2 separate regions of the Zea mays genome follow, and region 2 is linked to region 1. A link is a contact called in public Hi-C data. All regions are on one chromosome and are shown on one strand. The core of a region is the stretch at or near the end of the contact, and the rest is flanking DNA. Distances in the headings are between cores, read along the strand shown. Region 1 overlaps LOC732793 (bundle sheath defective 2). Region 2 holds the start of LOC100382165.

Evidence for each region. Hi-C and Micro-C count contacts between places; a contact is called where the count stands out from the background.
Region 2: a contact with region 1 is called in a Hi-C map of leaf, with 4 times the contacts expected there. The contact joins the promoter of LOC100382165 here to the enhancer-like site in region 1. A contact is called at or near these places in 2 of 25 Hi-C or Micro-C datasets (leaf and tassel).

What each region holds. Positions count from the first base shown.
Region 1 is chr1:162,008,761-162,014,123 of Zm-B73-REFERENCE-NAM-5.0, reverse strand. LOC732793 (bundle sheath defective 2) reads right to left here. Exons shown (of 4, transcript NM_001112410.1): 4 at 4,466-4,694. The coding sequence ends at 4,607. It overlaps LOC100277962 (a long non-coding RNA gene), which reads left to right. Exons shown (of 6, transcript XR_004855371.1): 6 at 1-27. It also overlaps the pseudogene LOC109941465. Among protein-coding and RNA genes, the nearest start is that of LOC100277962, 9.4 kb to the left of the region's middle. Within about 2 kb of position 3,808, at least 5 of the 20 cell types and tissues checked have an H3K27ac peak or open chromatin away from gene starts, as enhancers often do. A contact at or near this core is called in leaf, where this site is marked.
Region 2 is chr1:162,314,196-162,319,796 of Zm-B73-REFERENCE-NAM-5.0, reverse strand. LOC100382165 reads left to right here and starts at 4,166. Exons shown (of 3, transcript NM_001174925.1): 1 at 4,166-4,274; 2 at 5,554-5,601. The coding sequence starts at 5,568.

The DNA of each region.
Region 1 (5,363 bases), core at 2,559-5,058:
TTAGTGATTAATGACAATGTAATATTATATGTGACTAACGTGTGTTTTGTAGAGACAATGGTAAGTTAGGTCGTGTTGACATCTTTTCGGGCGCCAATCACTATAACGAGAACCGGCGGCAGTGCCTTCTGCAGAGGCACGGACAGTCCGCGGCTAGGGGCCGGACGGTCCGCGACCTGGTACAGGGGCTTGGGCTCCTTGCCTGACGGCCGGACGATCCGCGCCTACAGGCCGGACGGTCCGCACGTGCGCAGGGGCGGCGAAGGTGGCCGGCAGCGCCTGGATCTCGCTCCCGGGAGAGACCCCGTCGGGGAGCAGAGATCCTAGGTGTTGTCTAGGCTCGGTAGGCCGACCTAGACTCCTCTAATCGACGTAGAGTCGAAGAGAAGCGGAGAATTTGAGGATTGAGATACTAAACTAGACCTACACCTAATGCATAAGATAAAAACGAGAAATAGACTTGATTTAATCGATTATTGGGGGGTTCAATCAGCCATAGCCCTTCATCTATATAAAGGGGGGTCTGGATCAGCTTTAAACTGTTTCCCAAGTTAATCCCGCGGTTTTAGGTAACAAATCCCGCGAGAAACTAGGAACCCTAACTGACTCTGCGCACGCGCGGACTGTCCGGACCGCGGACCGTCCGGCCTTAGGGCTGGACCGTCCGCGAGGCTCTTTTTAGCTCTCAACAGGTCGCATTATAGGAAGTTGTACTACAACGGTGAAAACAATCCCCGAGATAAGAACTTGAAGCGACGGCTGAAACGACGAATCAAAAGATGAAGGTCACTCGGTATAGAGTTAGGTCTGAAGGTCACTCGGTATAGAGTTAGGTCTTCTATTTTATTTTAGCCGTACTATAAAGAGGGGTTATCGATGAGTAGTTTGACCAAGATAGTTCTAGTGTAGTGTTGGTGCATATTCACACTCACATCTAGTGCTAGGTGTCACTCTATAACACACTCACGAGTTAGAACGAAAACTGATTTGAAAATCAGAAGGAAATAAGAATTAGGATTTCTGTCTTATGGGCATCGGACTGTCCGGTGCGCCCTCTGACAGTGGGGCCAGTCTGGCCCGGGGAAGAGCTTCTCCCCCACAGAAACTCGAGAGCAACGAGTTACGAATTGGAATTTTAGCCGGCACACCGGACAGTCACTGTTCACTGCTCGGTGTGCCATCAGCCCAACGGCTAGCTGTCAGAACTAGTCGTTGGAAGTGACCGTTGGCGCACCAGTGACGCACCGTTGGCGCACCGGTGGTGCACCAGACTGTTCGGTGCGCCCATGCGCAGGAAGTTCTGGTAACAGCTAGTTTTGTAGGTGGGGCTATTTATACCCCCTCCACCCACCATATTGAATGTCTTGCTGCCCACATTAACACTCATACATTGCTAGAGCATTGCAAGCATCACAAAGCATAGTGAGGTGATTAGAAAATCTTAATACCGCATTATGACCTTATTAGTGCAAGAAATAACCACCTAGAGCATACACTGCATGCATTAGGCTTCTCTTGGTCAAATGAAAGTTTACGGCTTGTTAGTCTTCGTGATCGGCATCACCTTGACGGCTTGGTGACGTTGGAGCACGGTGATCACCTTGGAGGATTTGTTGGTGACCCGGTTCAAGATTGTAAGCGGTCGTGAGGGATCTACCGCACCAGAGTGGCAAAGGATCATCTCATAGTGAGCACTTGGTTCTTGCGAGGACCAAGGGGGAGCGATACCCTTGCCCAGGTGCTCCAACGAGGACTAGAGAAGAGTGCCGACTCTTCGATACCTCGGGAAAAATTGGAGTAGTCTTCTAAACCTTGCTTTACATTCCGCATTTAATTCAAGCATTTTACCTTGTTATTTGTTTAGCAAGTAGTTGAAACATTGTCTTAGTATTGTTGTATTTCTAGTAGTATTCTCTTATTGCTAGGTGTTGGGTGATGTTGGGCTCTTGCTTAGGGTTGTTGATTTTTAGAAAAGCCCAATGCACCCCCCTCTTGGACATCGTGATCCTTTCAAAGTGGGCTATATTTAATTTGGTGGAGACTCTTTAATTCTGTTTTTGGATCCTCTTGCTGGTAAAAAGTATTTGTTCTCACATATTTATGTTCCCTCACACCTAATTGTTAGATATTCTCAATGCTCTTTTGTTACAAACGACAATGTGCATACTAAATAACGTTATTGCTCTTTGTTACAAACGATTCCACACTTATGATCATGATTGGCCATGTTATATTGGTAATCCGTTTTGGGATTGTGTGAACTGTGCATTTTTCAAACCCAAACACATGTCTACCCGTTTTCAGAAAACTGCTATTACTTAGGTCCAAGAATTCGTCACTGTCGTCCAAGAATTCTTCATCATCGACAGTGTTTTTGGCTATGAGCGCAGCCACCGCATCGCCATGGTCCGACATCCAATCGCAGTTGTATGACCCCGTCAGGGAGCGTCTCAATCCCATCAGTATCCTCTGCTTCCTTGTCGTCTGCAGGGGTTGGTCCTTGGTCCATGGCCTATGAGAAGTATTCACGTTTGTGGCCGGGCGTGCCCGCGTTGCTCACGTCCGGCTTGGACCTCGATGTCTGCGAGATCGAGTACAACATTGGGGTGGGCACATTTGGCCAGCACGACGTGTTTAACGACGGCGACGACCGCAAGTCCTTAATCAGCGAGGCTGATGGACTGAAGGGCCAGATCTGGATCGGCAGCAACCATGGGTGACTGGCGACCATGGACTGAAGGGCCTGCCATCGTTTGCCACCATTAGTGGAGTCGAGGTGCACGACGACCTCCAGATCCGCATCGCTAGCAGCTACATCTTTGATAACATGCACAAGATCCTTAAGGTCGCAATATGCCACACACTGGTGCACGCTAACGACCACCTCACCGTTGCTATGTTCTCGATGGGAAGCTGTTCGATATGAACGAGCTAGGCCGAATTTGCTCGTGGCACCTGGACGATGGAGCCACAATGGAACCCGTTGTGATTCAGGGACCGAAGATTGATGAGATCAGCCACCAGCACGACCATGACCGGCGCAAGTTCTACCTGGCCGCTTCGAGCGGTGGGCATCAGTGGCTTCTGCTCATCTACATGCATGGCTACGAAGTCGAAGGTGTGTGTACAAGTATGGGCAGATTTACTGTTGGCAGAGTCACGTGAGCAGACTGGTATTCGACGGCAGGAGGAGCTTCCGCGACCTCGGCATGTCGCTTCACGAGCTCAACGCTGGCAGCGACAAGTGACAAACTTGGGGGAGATCATGCGCTCTTTCTAAGGGCGAACTATCCCTTCTTCATCACCATGCGGCATGGGCATGGTTCTGAGATCGATCTTGAGGCGTCTACCTTGCCGGCACACCCTAGGACTACAGTAGGGGTTCTTCCCTCCTGGATTTTCAAAAAAAAGGGCTACAATGTTCCCATCTTTGACCTGAAGAAGGGGGGCTATGGAGGTGACTGTCACATCAAGTTGTAGCTCGCTTACTAGCTCGTGGATAAGTCGTTGCAGATGTCCATGTGGTACCTACCAACGGATACCCAAACTAGGTGTTATCAAATCTGTTCAATTTGTCTTAGATTTATAATTTTTACGTATGAACAATTGTGAGTTTTTTATCCTTTACATTCACCTTAGTATTTAAACGATTGCGACTAAAATATGTCGAATTATCTTTATAGTTAGTATTATTGTAAATATTATGTTTAAACAACCATCGCATTTACATAAGTCTCTCTATATATGTATATATATAAACCGTGCGTCATCAACAAGTCAGCCCTTTATGGGCTAGTAGCAGGCCCATTGGCCTTCTTGCTACCAATTGGCTGCTTTTTTCAGACAAATACTACATTTAAAAATTACTCCATCCATCCGCTTAATTTAATCGTTTTAGCCGAACTCGTTTGTCCAATAAATTTGTCACGCTGGTGATCGAACCCCTATGTCCAATCGGCAACTTCTCGAAATGGAACCTACCACACCCCTATTCACATATGCCAACGCCCCCTACCGTCGCTGCCTCCCATGCTCATCCGACCCTGTCCTATTTAATTACTTTTTATTAGAGTATGTATAATGAGTGTCTTGAGTTGTATCTTCGAGTGTATCCAGAGGGTTGAACATAAAAAAACTCAAGACATATATCTTGACGAAGACACAGTGTCTTAGCTATATGTTCGAGGCAGGAGACTAGCTGATTGGTCACTTTAATTTATTGAATGTTCTGATTGGTACAATGAATATGGTAAGACACATGCTTTAGACATGTCCACTATATTATATTGTGTTTTAGTTGTGTCTTATACTTAGAGTACCATGCAACAGTGTCTATTGTACATGCCCTTACGGTCTTGTAAGTAACACTTAATTAAGTTGAAGTAGGGTCACATACGTCATTTTGTCAATCTCATGACATGTCTATAAAAACCCAGAACGTCCAAATCAAGTGGACGAAGGAGTATTCATTAAAAATATTATTTTATATAATATGATTATGTGTCCATGGAACACGATACATATATTATGGGTCCCTCAATGTAACTTAAACATAAATTAAACCGATGACTATTGCGCAGTTTCATCGAAAGTGCTAAACCGATGACTATTGCGCAGTTTCATCGAAAGTGCTTAGAAATCCACCCAAGAAGCCAGCACCATTACAGTTCCCACATAGGATTTCACGCTTGCCTCTGCAACATAAAAAGTAACGACCAGTCGGGTCAATACAAGCTGCTGAACCTCAAACGAATCAAAGGATTTATTAAGATACTTATTACTGAGCAGATATGTGTCTAAGGATTTATTAACGTAAGTTAGAGTTTACGTTAGAGGAGACTAATTTGTCTAAATGGTTGATACATAGATGGTCTCAAGGACAGAAAAATTTATGAGGGGTGGGGGGCAAAAAATCGTCTAACATAATTAAGCAAAACCGTAAAAAAGTACTGTTGCATAAAATTCAAATTTCATATTAATATATGGTACAAGTTTAAAGAAGGAAATTATATAAATAAAAGAGTAAAATACACTACCAATTCCTAGACTTGTAGGATTGTATCATCCTACTTTCTAAACTCCCAAAGTGCACATCTAGGTGCATAAACCTGTGAAGTTGTATAATCGTGATTCCTAAACTTTCAACATGCACATTCTAGTCGTTGTACTTATACCAATCCAAATAGTTTGGATCTTTGATGACACCAAAACCAAGTTTAGAGACCTAAATGACAACCATATAAGTATAAGGATCGAAATGTGCACGTTCAAATTTAGAGATCGGAAGGATACAATTTTACAAGTTTAGGGACTTTGATGTGCATTTTTAGAGTTTAGCGATCGAGATGATACAACGGTATAAG
Region 2 (5,601 bases), core at 2,917-5,416, 310 kb before region 1:
TTTTGACTTGATGAAGGGTACCTGCACCGCAACATGCTGTACTCTTCTCTGGGCCTCCTTCTTCTGCTTCTTGTTGGCCGGCTCTGAGCATGAACCGCCTTTATCGGGAGCACCAGCTTCGTAGCCAAAGCAGCTTCAGCTTGATTGTTGAACGAAGCCATCAGCTCAAAAAGTGGAAGTGAGTTCACCGGAGGTGGGCGCCAATGTTGGGGACTTGTTCTCAAATGCTATGAATCAAGAACAAGGCAACACAAAGTGTTAAATGTTAAAGTCCTTCGTCCTTCGAAGCATTATTTCCCTTAGGATATAACAATCTTCGGACGAAGGTCATGAAGGGCATACCTTCATCATCACGGTTATAAGATAATGAAAGATGAAACATATAAAACATGAAAAGGTAAATGAACAAACACATAATGTTATTCATATGTTATCATTGTATAAACTTGGATATCAAATATAATATTTAATTACATTTATACCTTCGGTTTGACGGAAGGCAAAAATCCAAGTGTGGCGCGTGAGCAATTACAGGATCGCGTGAACAGTACAAAGGTACTGTTCATCTATTTATAGGCACAGGACGCAGCCTGTGGGGAATTACATTCATGCCCTTTACAAAGGTCTATAATCATAATACAAATTATCATGAGCCGATTGGTCATTTCATCTTTAAGTCGGTGCCTTTGGAAATGTACTCCGAAGCCTTCTGATTGGTAGCTTCGGCTTTGTGTCAATCTTTCGAAGGTGTTTCTTCTTATGGGACCTTCGGCGATGAAGCATACCCCCAACAATTACGATCCAGCGTGAACAGTACGGTGTTACTATTCATCTATTTATAGGCACGAGACGTAGCCAGAGCAAAAGTACATTTATGTCCTCAACATTTACACATGATCGTAATACAAGTTATTAATGACTAAGTAGCCTTTTCCTCTTTCAATCATCATCATTATTCATCATCTTCATTGCGAGCCGAAGCTGTCCATCTGGTGATAGCTTCGACGTTTACTCTTATCCTCTTTGGATCTGTCTTCATCTTGTGTGCCTTCATCATAAGGGAGAAGCTTGTATCTTGAAGACGAAGTTTCCTGTAATAGCTTACACTGAAAACAAATGGTTAATTATGTTTTTGAGGACCTTCGGAAGGAGAAGGCCCCCAACACATACAATGTTATCACGTAATAGAGTTTTGAAATCACGCGCAGTGCGTGCGACACACACTAGTTCTTAACAATTGTCCAATGAGCTTCACCATAATTTGATTGATACTTTCTCATAAGACTTGGAGCATAGGAGACATCTGGGCGTGTACATAGCATTACATATATGCAAGATCCTATAGCCGAAGCGTAAGGAATCGTTTTCATCCTTTCTTGGTCATCAATTGTCATTGGACACTAGCTCTTGCAAAGATTAATGCCATGTGACATTGGCAAGAATCCTTTCTTACAATTCTATATATTGAACCGATTCAATACTTTGTCAATTTATACCTTGGCTTAATCCATTTAGTCTTTTTGATCTATCTCTATAGATCTTTATGCAAGAAATATATGATGCCTCTTCTTAATCTTTCATTGAGAAACTCTTTCTTAATGAAGATTTAATGTCCTCAAGCATTTGAATGTTATTCCCAATCAATAGTATGTCATCGACATATAGGATCAGAAATACAAATGCACTCCCACTAACCTTCTTGTAAATACAAGGCTCTTCTAGATTTTTTTATGAGACCAAACACATTGATCACTTTTTCAAAATGCAGATTTCAACTCCGATATGCTTGCTTCAATTCATGAATGGACTTATGAAGTTAGCATATCTTTCCATCATTTTTAGGGGGGGGAGAGGGACGAACGACATACGCGATTCGCGCCTAACGCACGACGAAGTACGACGGTGGAAACTCGTGCTTTGAAGGAGTAGAGATTTCAACTTTTTTTTAAGAGCCGAAGCGTCTCCAATCTAACCAAATTCATATAATGAGATAATAATATTTATGGTACTAGATAAGTACCATGAGATGCTTCATTAGTTATATTTTTATACTATACCTATTTGATGTTATAAATCTTTGTAATTATCTCTATAATTTGTGGAACGAAGTGGGGTATTTTTAAAATCATGGTTTGCACTGTGGCTAAACACATCATGTTGTTATATAACCCATATGCATGGACATGGGTCATCAGTCTAGATGAGATACGGAACTAGGAGAGACAAGATAAAGCTTCGGATGTAATAACAAAACGCTAGAAGAATCTCTCCACTATTTTCGTTCGATGATAATGATAATAAGTTTGTTTCATAGATATTGATGGGTTTTTTTAAATAAATATAGTTAAATTAAAAATAATTTATCATGGGATACCACCAAACAATGTAATAAATAATTTAGAACCGAGAGGATATACAGTAATATTCTCGGGGATCACTGAGTCGAGATCGGATCAAAAGTTCTGCGCGCGTTCGCCGCCATAAAATCAACAACGTGGGCGTGCACGTGATGGTGGTGGTATTGACTGGACTGCTGCGTGCTTCTGCGCTACCATTACCACAGCTGTAGAGTCGAGAGAGAAGCGGCAGCACCGCATGGAGGCAAACAAATAGTACCAAAAAGCACACGCCCGATCCATAGTGTTGGCTATTAAGGTGGTGTTTGTTTCACCGAAATGTAATGTAAATAGTTTACATGGGGTAATAGATATACCAATATTTTTGTGTTGTTAAGCTCTTTTAAGTATTATTAGGTACTACTATCCAATTTAATTATAACTAGTAACCATTACCGACAGTAAGAGATCTCATTACCGTTCCTTTAACAAGGTCTGAACCAATATTTTTGTTTGCTTGTTAACTGTCTCCACGTGAGGACCGCGTGGTTATGGTTTTGTCAACGAGTGAGCGGCGGGGGCAGGCAGATTTAGATGGGAGGTCGGTGGTTTCAGTTCAGCTGATTCCATCTGTCCTCTCCTGCCTAATCACATTTGCATTTTCTACGTACGCAGCTGGGATGGGGCCGTTCAGCTTGATTGGACGCATGCATGGGCTCGGTCTATGCACTATTGGCGGCGATGCCGTGACTTGTTAACAAGGTCGAGCGGAGGAGGTCAGTTTTCTTTTACACCAGTTTTGGTCTAAAATTAGTATATATGGCCACCGGTTAGCTAGTTAATTAGAGTCTGGAAGAAAGAATTCAACATACATATAGTTTACAATTGTTTTAATTAGATCAAGACCAGCAGGCTTCCAAACAGACACACTAAACGAATCAAATTAACCCGGCTAATAACCAACCTCAAACTCAGTCTCGTTCAGGCTGTCTCCAGCAACGTCCTCTATATTCATCCTCTATATCTGTCCTTTACAGTCTCCTCTAAAAGATTTTATCCTCTATATCTCATTTCTCTCCAACAACGTCCTCTAAATCACGTTCTCTATACTCAAATACCTATATTAAAGACATTTTTTAATTTTATTTTTTGTACATACGTGTTTATCATACTCTCAAATATATTGTACATATTTTAGTTTTGCTAAACCGGTTATTTAAAGTAGTCAAATGAATAGAGGATCGTTTAGAGAAACTCTATATATAGAGAATCCAGCAGCGTCCTCTAAATTTAAAGGACCGTTTAGAGGACGTTGCTGGAGAGCGTAGAGGACCGTTTGGTCCTCTATATTTAGGGTAGAGAACCCTTTAGGGGACCTTGTTGGAGCCAGCCTCAAACGCACACCCTATTCCTGCCAAAGGGAGTTACAACTAACGCCCCCGCTTCGTTGAATTAAACCAAAAGAGAAGAAAAAAAAAACAGACCGTCCCCCTAAAGCCACTGGTCAGGCTTTTTGAGCCCTACAAAGATCGCTTACACGGTTGTTTGTTGCTTGGAGCCCTGGCTAAACCCACTTTTAGCTCCAAAAACTGACAAAACGAAACCCATCGCCACAGCTGACATGTAGGTCCATGAGCATGAACCCGGTCGATGCACACACACATAGCACATACCTCGCCTTCGCAGACGGACGGACGGACAGACGACCCCACATCTTCCTTTCCCACGCTAATAGCTTCCCCTCCTCCATGGCTCCACCAACCCATCACCACCCTGCACCGACCCCTTCCCTCTCCCTCTCCCTCTCCCTCTCCCGACGGCGGCGGCGGCGGCAAGGGACGCCACTCCTCAATCCGTCGACGACCGCTGGTCGGCCTCTGCCACCGTCTCGCCCGCACCTCCGAAACCTGAATCTCATCCGTCGAGGATCGCCGAGAGGTACGGTTTAATACTCACTGCCTTCTACACTATACATGTTCCTTGTGCATGTTCCTGCGTCCGTTCGTTTTTTTTCTTCTTCTTCTGAAGATCGCCGTCGTCGTCTGTCGCCTCGCCGCCGGTCCGATCCGGGCTCGGTCTTGAGTTCGCTTTTGTCGGTCCCCTCCCCTGCGGTGTTCGGCCTGAGGTTCGGACACGTACGCACGCAGCGCGGATCAGAAACGATGCGCGTGTTTCATGCATGTCTCGATCTTCGTCGTTCGTGTACGTTGGTTGGTTCGGGTTTATCTCCAGATGTGGTCACTTTCAGTTCCCCGGGAGGGACGAAAATCGTTTCTCGTGTCTTGCTATTTATTTGGCTCATGTTTACCTGAAAACCGAGTTTGGTGTGGTACTGTCGTGGATTTGGCTGCTAAACCCACACAGCCACAACAAGTATCAGCCAATCAATGACAGAGGGTCTCATACTCTCGTCGCAATCTTTACGTACGATAACAGGAGGAAAAAAAAAGGTTTCTATATAAAATATGATTCCGTGATGAGCCATACTGCAGTAGGTACGGATTAAAATATATAGGCCTATGGACGGTGATGCTGTAGACTGAATTATTTTTTTTGGGCTCATTATTACGTTCTAATATACTATATGTTTGACTACAAGTACCAATGTTTTGATCTTCAAATAGGTTTATTATAAAAATATACTCCATGCGTAATCTAAGAATACTTATTATACATCATAAATATTCACATAGTTTTGTACAAATTTAGTCAAACGTAAAATAAAAACTTAACACCTCGGGAGTAAGCGAGGTGTATGTTTATTTAGGAACGGATAGAATATGCTTTGGGTGGTTGCGCAATGTGGTTTACTCGCACAAATAAGTAGGAGTAACTCACAAACCCTTTCCATTATCAAGGTTGGTTAGCTTTTTTGGTTTAGTATGGCCAAAGGGGAATCAATAGTTTTTTTTTTGGTTTAGTGGGAATTAGTAGGGCTAAAGGGGAATCAACAGCTCCCTCCCTAAATGCTTTCTTGTGAACTTATGCAACAAGTTCTATGTACTTTTGCAATGAAGACCTTGGAAAGGTGCATTCAGTCACAAAAATATTATAGGGCAATGATGGGCAACAGTTCATTATTTAAAAAAATGAATAAACTGATATAATAATGTGAGCACACACACTTCTGTTGCAGTTATGCGCTTGTGTTTGAGACCAGAATATCATCATCTCTTTTTTTGTGTTGCTCACATCACATCTGTGTCCGCATTTGCAGCATCTGTGCTTCTAATGACTGAAAAAGTGATCAAAGAGGCCGTCACCT